2 separate regions of the Oryctolagus cuniculus genome follow, and region 2 is linked to region 1. The links are chromatin contacts, called in public Micro-C maps. All regions are on one chromosome and are shown on one strand. The core of a region is the stretch at or near the end of the contact, and the rest is flanking DNA. Distances in the headings are between cores, read along the strand shown. Region 1 has its middle 47 kb from the start of ANKRD55. Region 2 holds the start of MIER3 (MIER family member 3).

Region 1 (3,712 bases), core at 514-3,013:
CACTATCACGTGAGCCAACCCCTGAAGAACCCTGACCAATCCAGAAACAATTTTGGATGCCGATGTCTTTGCTTGCGAATGTCAAGTTCGCTCACACGTCACATTCTCAGAGAGGCCTGTTCTGATCATTCTGTCAAAAGTAAGAATTAATTATCTCCCATTCAGCAGTCCTCATCTTCTGACCTTGCTCTATTTATTTCCCATTGCAGTGCGGCTTTCCACGAGCTGTGTTACCATTTATTGTGTTTATTTTCTGTCTCCTCCCTCGAGTGCATAAACTTCAGGATGGCAGGTGTCACTGGATGGGTTCCCTGGGAACGAAGCTCTGAGCTGGAGAGTTGTGTGAGGAAGGCTTGCTGGGGACATTCTCAGGAAGGCCAGTCACAGGGAGTGGGGGTCGGACTGCAACGTCCGGGCAGTGAGCGGGGGGAGGGGCTCAGGTGGTCCCAGGGGTCTGAGGCTGGGGCAGTGCTAGAGTGAAGTGCTGAGCTGACACAAAGGATGCTGGGTCTTTATTGTGCCGCATCAACAGTCATCGCATGCAGGCTTCCCCCAGGAAGGGGCATTTCTTTTGGTAAGTCAGCTTCCTTTGGCCAACAGCATTTCCCGGCAGGGTCATTGGCCAGCAGCCCTCCTGGCAGCTGGGGAATGGAAGGGGCAGCTTGGTCCTGAATGGGGATCTGGGACCCCCTGGATTTGGCTCTTGCTGCATCCCCAGTTCCCAGAACAGGGCCAGGATCATTGGGTGATGGGTGGACGAATAACTGAATGAATGAATTCTTTGCAGAAAGGTAGGCGTGCACAAACGGGATGCAGCCCCTCTTCTCAGTTGAAAAGACAGTAAAACTAGGAAGCAGGCTGGTGGGATTGCCAACACCAACGAGGCAGGCCAGCATGGTGGAAAGCAGACGGTGATCCATGGGGGGAATTGAGGCTCAGGGCGGCTGGAGGGGCGTGGCAAGGCTGGGAGTGGCGCCACATAGGTGTATGTTCCAGGGAGCTTCCAAGTCTTGCATGGGGCTCCTGTGCCCCTGTTAGGACCAGGCTGTGCCGTGGCAGGCCCGAGTGGCACTGGGGTTAAAGAGCTTGCGCTCCTAACAGCAGGAGCACCTGGCTCCTGTGATGGGGAACTCTGAGCAAGCCTTTTCTCCTAGCTTTTGGCTCAGTGTGGGCCAGGGGACTCTGAAGACGGCCTGGCTGTAAATCAGCAAGTCCCGTGAAGGCGCACTCCAGGGTCTCAGTGGAAAAGGCTGCTCACAACAGCACGGCTTCGTGGTCTGCAGGAATGCTGTGGCGAGTGGCCCCGGAGGTCCAGGGGTTAGGCGCTGGGGCTGGGAATGGAAAGGAGCCCAAGGAGCAGGAGCCGGGAAGGCCCCAGTCCCGTGCAAGAGCTGTGCAAATGCATTTCTAGATAGCAGCCGTGCGGAGTGGGGCCTTGCACTTAATGACTGCCCGCTGACCTTGGTTCTGGGTCTAGTTCCACCACTCCCTGGCTGTGTGACCTTGAGGATGCCTGTGCCTCTCAGGGCCTGGCTCATCTCCTCTGTAACATGCTAGATTGCAGCCCAAATGGGATGTTTGGGAATGAATGACCTGTGAGACCCTGACTTCAGAAAGCATTTGGAGAGATGACTAAAAGCGTGAAAAGGAGAGAAATGTAGACAGCATGCAGGCCAGAAAGAACTCTCCGGCCTGCTGGGCTGATGCGAGCCCTTGGGAGGGGCCGGGCTTGCGAAGGGAAGTGCAGGACTTCTGTGGAGTTGGCCCCATGCCCCAGGGGGAGGAGTAGCAGGAAACTGTTTTGTCCACTTCTCCAGGCCAGAGGCCTCTTCCAGATCTTCCCAGGAGCTGGAGGCCAGGCCGAAGAAGAAGAGGACAATCCTAGCTGATGCCTGCTGCCACACTGTGGGGCTGGCCCTCTCCTGACACCTAGGCCTGGTGGGAGGGCCATGCGCTTCAGCTGTTGGCCTGCTCACTTCCCTGGGGGGCTGGACAAGGCCCACAGAGCGACAGACTTCCGCTCCCAAGAGATGAGAGCCCACATGCTCCCTTCCCAACCCTTGATGGGAGGCTTAAAAACAGCACATAGGGGCTCCCCCCAGCCACTTCCTCCCTTGTTCCTTTACCTCTTCCCTCGTGTGCAAGTCCACCCGGACTGTCGGGACACAGTCAAAGCAAGGCCACGGACACGCATGTGGTGCCCACATAGCCAGTCCGGGACAGACAACGCCCACGCCGTGTGCTCACATCTCCCTCCACACAGCAAGGGTTCGCCCCTTGGTCAGTGTCACTGTGGACAAATACTATTTATTCAGCAAGGAGGCTGTGCGTTTTTAATCCCTGACTCATCAGGAAGAGGAATTTGGCAGAGAGAGGGGGAAAAAAGGGTGAAGAATGAATGGGAATGAAACCGAGAGAGGCAGGAATGTGGTGAGGAGGGTCGGGGTCTGCCCTTTGGAGCGCAGGGGAAGAGGGCAGGGAGGTGCCTGGGAGGAGGTGGCGTGAGGACCCCAGCTTGCCCTTGGGCAGCTGCGGAGGGGAAGGAGACTCTGGGCTGTGCCCCTTCCTGAGCCCTGGGTTCTGAGGCCCAGGCTGTGGACCCCTGTGGAGGGGGGACTGCAGGGGAAATCCACATTGGCCCCTGTCACCGTGAGTTCAGGGGCTATTGTGGGAGGGGGCACAGCCAGTTCTGGTTAAACCCAGGTCCTTCTGTTCAGAGCAGTGGGACCCAGACGCACGCGGCAGCGAAGCCTGAGCACCAGTCTCCCAATTCCAGTTCTCCTTGGCCCTCGCGGTCTCTGCACTCTGCGTTCAGCAGCCCAGCCATGGGAACACACTTTGTAGCGGCTCCTTTTGCTTGGCCCAAGGCCCAGGACCCGTGACAAGGGCTGCCCTGGGCCTCCCCCTGCAGTGTCAGCTGAGTCTAGACATGGAGCGGAGGGAAAGTGGCTCACATGGGGACACCCCCTTTGCTCTTTCTGCCTACGCATTTCCCTTCCTTCCTCCCTTCCTCCCTCCCTCCCTTCCTTCCTTCCTTCCTTCCTTCCTTCCTTCCTTCCCTCCCTCCTTCCTTCCTTTCTTCTTTCTTCCCTTGCAGCCCTGTCTTCCACATGATGGTACTGCCTCTTCCTCCCCCCTCTTGAAAAGTCTTGGCGGGGGGAGTGGCATTAATTAAGTCCCGACTGCAAGAGGCATTTAATCCTTACAGTATTCTTCAGAGATGCCTTTGCTCCCATTGCATGGATGAGCAAACTGAGGCTTAGGAATTGAGTGCCTGAGTGGAGGTCTTCGCTCACAATCACACTCTACCTGGGGCTCGCTCTCATGTCCACCTCTGCCCCTCGCTGGCTCCACAGCGCTCTTCACCTCCACCTCTGGAACAGCTGATGTGTCAGCCTCAGGTGTGAGCACAGCATTCTAGAAATTCTCATTGAAGCAGCAGAAACAAATGGGGCAAGATGATTTGTAGGGCGCTGGAGCCATGGAGGGTGCCGGAGAGAAGAAGGTTCCTGCTGTACCAGAAACCCTTAAGAAAGTGGAGGAATGTCGCAGAGCTAAAGATCGAGTGCCTGAGGAAGAAGTTTGCCCGAAAGATGCTTGGAAAGACGAGGAGGAAGCTTATGTGTGAAACAGCCGAGCGCTCTCGCAGGGAACACAGGCGGACGCACAGCGCTGATACTCGTAAGCGAGGCTGGCAAGAGAAGCTGGCGAC
Region 2 (3,881 bases), core at 929-3,428, 630 kb after region 1:
GCAACCTAATAACCAAATGCACACCGAAGCTCTTAGAAACCAATGACGAAAAAAGGGATCATCTTGGGGGAAGGAAGGGAGGGAGATCTTTTAACAACGGAGCTCGGAGCCCCCGTTACCCTCTGGGAGTCACCCAAGAAGTAAGAAAACAGGACAAACCTGGGCTCGAACTTCCGAAAGAAGCCTAGGAGAGAGAAGAAAACGTGAGGTTAGATCGCGCGGCCAGGCAAGAGGCAGCGCAGGCAACAGGGCGCAGGGGAGGCGGGGCGAGCGCTCCGCCGCCGCCGCCGCCGCCGCTGCCAAAAGTGCAAGACGCAGCTCGGCTCCGCTCGCTCCAGGCCCCTTTCGGGCCCCCTCTTGGCTGCCTCGCCTTCCTCCCCCAGTCCCCAGCGTACACGCTCGCAGACCCGGGACGCAGCCCGGTCTCCAACACGCAACTCCTAAGCCGCTTCTTGGAGCTCAGCAAGTTACAAAGAGCAGAAGCAAAACCCAGACGACTCGCAGACTCGCAGCATCAGTCTCCCCACATCCCACCCGGCTCGCCGCCGCCCCCGACAACTCGTAGCAACCAAAATACCCTTTTCCAGGAAGGGACTCGCCCTCGATGCACCTCGACCGCCCCTCGGGGCCCGGGAGCCCCAACTCCGAGGCCATTCTCTTTCCGGGAACGTAGGCCGGCTCGAACCGGACACTCGACCCCCAAACCAAAGTGAGGGCCCCCCCCAACCCCCGCCCCTCGTTCAAGTCCAGAGACGCAGCCCCCCGACCCCAGGGATGCTGGCTCCTGCCAGGGCGTTCAGTCCCCGCCTGGGCCGCCAGCGCGCCCCCGGCTCCCGCGAGCTCCAGCCAAGGGGCTCCTGCCGCGCCCCCTCCCCCCAGCTCCCGAGTCCCGGGGGGCGGCCAGCGCAGCTTCGCCCGCCCAGCCCGGAGGGCAGAGGGGCTGTCGAGGCGCTCTCCCGGAGCGGGCGTCGACGGTCTGGGTCTGCTCGCTTTACCCCAGGGACTCTCGTACCTCCGGGGCTGCGGGGCAGGAGTCCCGCTCTTCTCCCGCGAAGCCCGGCGGCCGCGCATCCCGCTCGCCTCTGCGGCCGGGGCAAAGTGGAGCGTGCGGCCGCTCGGCGCCGAAGCCGGGGCGCGGTGGGCCGGGGGCGCAGCGCACTCCTCCCGCAGGGCAGTGGCGCAGCCCGCTCCCCGCTTTGCAATCCGGTCGCGGAGTGGGGGGGCTCGGCCGGTTTCCACCCACCTCGGCCCCGGGAAGAGGCGCGGAGGCGCCGGCGGCCCGCGTCAGCGGCCGGGGACACGGCACGGCGCCGTCCCCGGGCTGGGGCTCGCTGCCGCCGGCCGCCGCCCCCCGCCCGGCCCCGCAGCCCGGCCGGGCCGGGGCCGGAGCCGCCGAGGCCTAGTCCCGGAGGGAGACCGCTCCCGCGCCCGCTCCCGCCCCCCGGCCGGCCCCGCCGCGGCCCGTCGCCGCCCCGCGCCCCCCGCGCCGCTGCCCCGGCCCCCGGGGAGCCGCGGGAGGAGCCCCGGACTCCCCACGCCGGCCCGGGGGCCGCGGGGGGCCGCCGGGCGCCCGCTCCAGCCCGGCCGCTCCTGCCCGGTTTCCCTGCTCACCTCCGCCATATTGGTACCTTTAGGGCGAACGAGCAGCGCCGAGCCCAGTCCCCGGATGGGGCGCCTGAGCCAATCGCAGTCGCCGCCGCCGTCGCCGCCGCGGTCCGCCCGGCACCCGCCCGGCGGCGGAGGCGGCTCGGCCCCTTATAGGGCAGGGCGGCCCGCGACGCCCCCGGCCCGCTCGCACGCCCACCCCGCCCCGCGCCCTGCTCCTCTAGCCCCCTAGCCGCGCCCGCCGCCGTCGCCCGCGCGCCGCGCGCCGCGCGCCCGCACTCGCGCTCACCGCCCCTCTGCTCCCGGCTGGAGTAAAGTTCCTAGCGAACCGGACACAAGCCGGGGACAGACCCGCGTCCAGCCGGTCGAGGCCCAGGACCGGCCCTGGACACTCCGGCGCGGTGGGGCGTGGGGGAGACGGGCGGAGCCTGGGAGCGACCACTGGACGGACTTCCCTGAGGGGAGGCGAGCGAGCGACCAGACCGACGGGAGGGCGCGAGCCCTAGGAAATAGGAGAAGTGGCCGCCCGCCGGGCACTGGGTCCGTCCAGAGTGAGAGGACGGCGCCCCGGCTTCCCCCAGGAGACCTGCAGGGACGGGGATCAGGCACCTGCCAAGCAGGCTCTGGAAGGTAGTGAGCACAAGGAGAGACGCGAGACCGACCGGGCAGAGAATGAAGCTGAGCGCACTTGCACGAGTCAAAGAAGACGCTTGTAAAACATGAACTGTACACGTAGGGGGGGATTAGAGCAGTCCTAGGTGTTGGTAATCCCCAGATCGTCTGTGCGGTGACCCAGGGGTTGCAGGACCGACCCGTGGAAGGACAGGCATAGTGTATCCAAACCCTGGAGGGATCTCAAAAACGCGACCCCCTAAAAGGCCACTCGTGTCTTGGGAAGCTAGTCCAATGGGGAAGACAGGGCTCAACAGGTGTAGCTGCTCCTACTTCAGGCTGTTTGCTCGTCCTAGGGGGAGCCTTCACCTCCGTGAAGCCCACAAAACACAGGGCAGTGTACACTGGCAGCTGGTTGGTGGCGTCCAGAAGTGGATCCTGCCAATCTGGAAGACGCACGGTGTCCTCAGTCCTCGGGTGGGGGACCAGAAAGAATGCTGTGTGTGGAGAAGAAAGGATGCTTTCAGGCCCAAGGAGAGGTGGGGAGCACACGCAGTCAGGACTGACCGGCCCGGACCCCTCAGGGATTTGGCGAAATGAGCCCAGCTGCTTGCTAACACACGCCTGGGAGGAAATGATAGCGGTGAGGTTTCTGGTGTGATGTCACAGTTGAGAAACCTCGTAGAAGCTAAAGCTTTCAATCCAGGCGTGAAAGGTCTGGATTTTAACCTGGGGTCTCCCAGGGGGACATACTGAGGACCAGGCTGGAGAATCGGTCAGGGAGGAGGAGGGAGGGTTATTCTTGAAATGTTTTGCCAAGACATCTCAATATCAAGTTTACACCGCTGGTAAGTGTTATTTCTCTATGGAAATTTTAGGGAAAAATCACTTCAGCTATTCCAAAACATCATAAAGACATGGAAAATTACACTTTCCCAGCACTGAAAGATATCTTGTGACCTTTTGTCCAGTCAAATAACTCCAAAACAGCTGAACTTTGAAACCAGAGGCTTGGCACACGTTGTACGTACTGTCCTCAATGAGGCGTTCAGAGTTTTCGAAGTAAAAAATGGCTTGCAGCTAAATGCAAGTGATTCACTTTCAACCAGAGGCAGGGAGCACACCTTTTGCACAGAACTCCAAGTAGTCCCTGTGTGGCACAACACAGGCAAGACCCAGACAGGGGCCTCAGACAAAGTGTTCCCAGCAGCGGCGCCACAAAACACATCTTCACGGCAAACCTGCCTAATCGGAACTGTAAACGTGGCACGTCTGAGACACGGATGCACGCACTTTTCAAAGACTTAGTAGTGTTTCCGCAGGTTCTCTTTTTATTTGCTTGTAAGGATTTTTGTATAGGCAACTGTGATGCTATCCATCCTGCCACATGATTCAGGGAGTCCATGTCCCTGGTGTAAAATAAGGATGCATAAAAACACAAACGAAGCTAAATTCATTAGCAGTGTAAGGAAGCAGAGCTACTTTCTAACCCCGATAACTAGAGAAAAAGTTTGTCATCCAGTCTTACACCACACAATCCTTTCTGGATAAAGCCTGTTACGTAAATGGATGGCTCTTTCATTGTTTTTTTTTTTTTTTTTTTTTTTTTTTTTTTTTTTTGACAGGCAGAGTGGACAGTGAGAGAGAGACAGAGAGAGAAAGGT

Evidence for each region. Hi-C and Micro-C count contacts between places; a contact is called where the count stands out from the background.
Region 2: a contact with region 1 is called in a Micro-C map of ear pinna, with 3 times the contacts expected there. The contact joins the promoter of MIER3 here to the enhancer-like site in region 1. A contact is called at or near these places in 2 of 6 Hi-C or Micro-C datasets (ear pinna and skin fibroblasts).

The regions. Positions count from the first base shown.
Region 1 is chr14:77,006,603-77,010,314 of mOryCun1.1, forward strand. It overlaps the pseudogene LOC100347986. Among named protein-coding and RNA genes, the nearest start is that of ANKRD55, 47 kb to the left of the region's middle. Within about 2 kb of position 1,764, at least 4 of the 8 cell types and tissues checked have an H3K27ac peak or open chromatin away from gene starts, as enhancers often do. A contact at or near this core is called in ear pinna, where this site is marked.
Region 2 is chr14:77,632,850-77,636,730 of mOryCun1.1, forward strand. It overlaps MIER3 (MIER family member 3), which reads right to left and starts at 2,179. Exons shown (of 12, transcript XM_070056720.1): 1 at 1,895-2,179.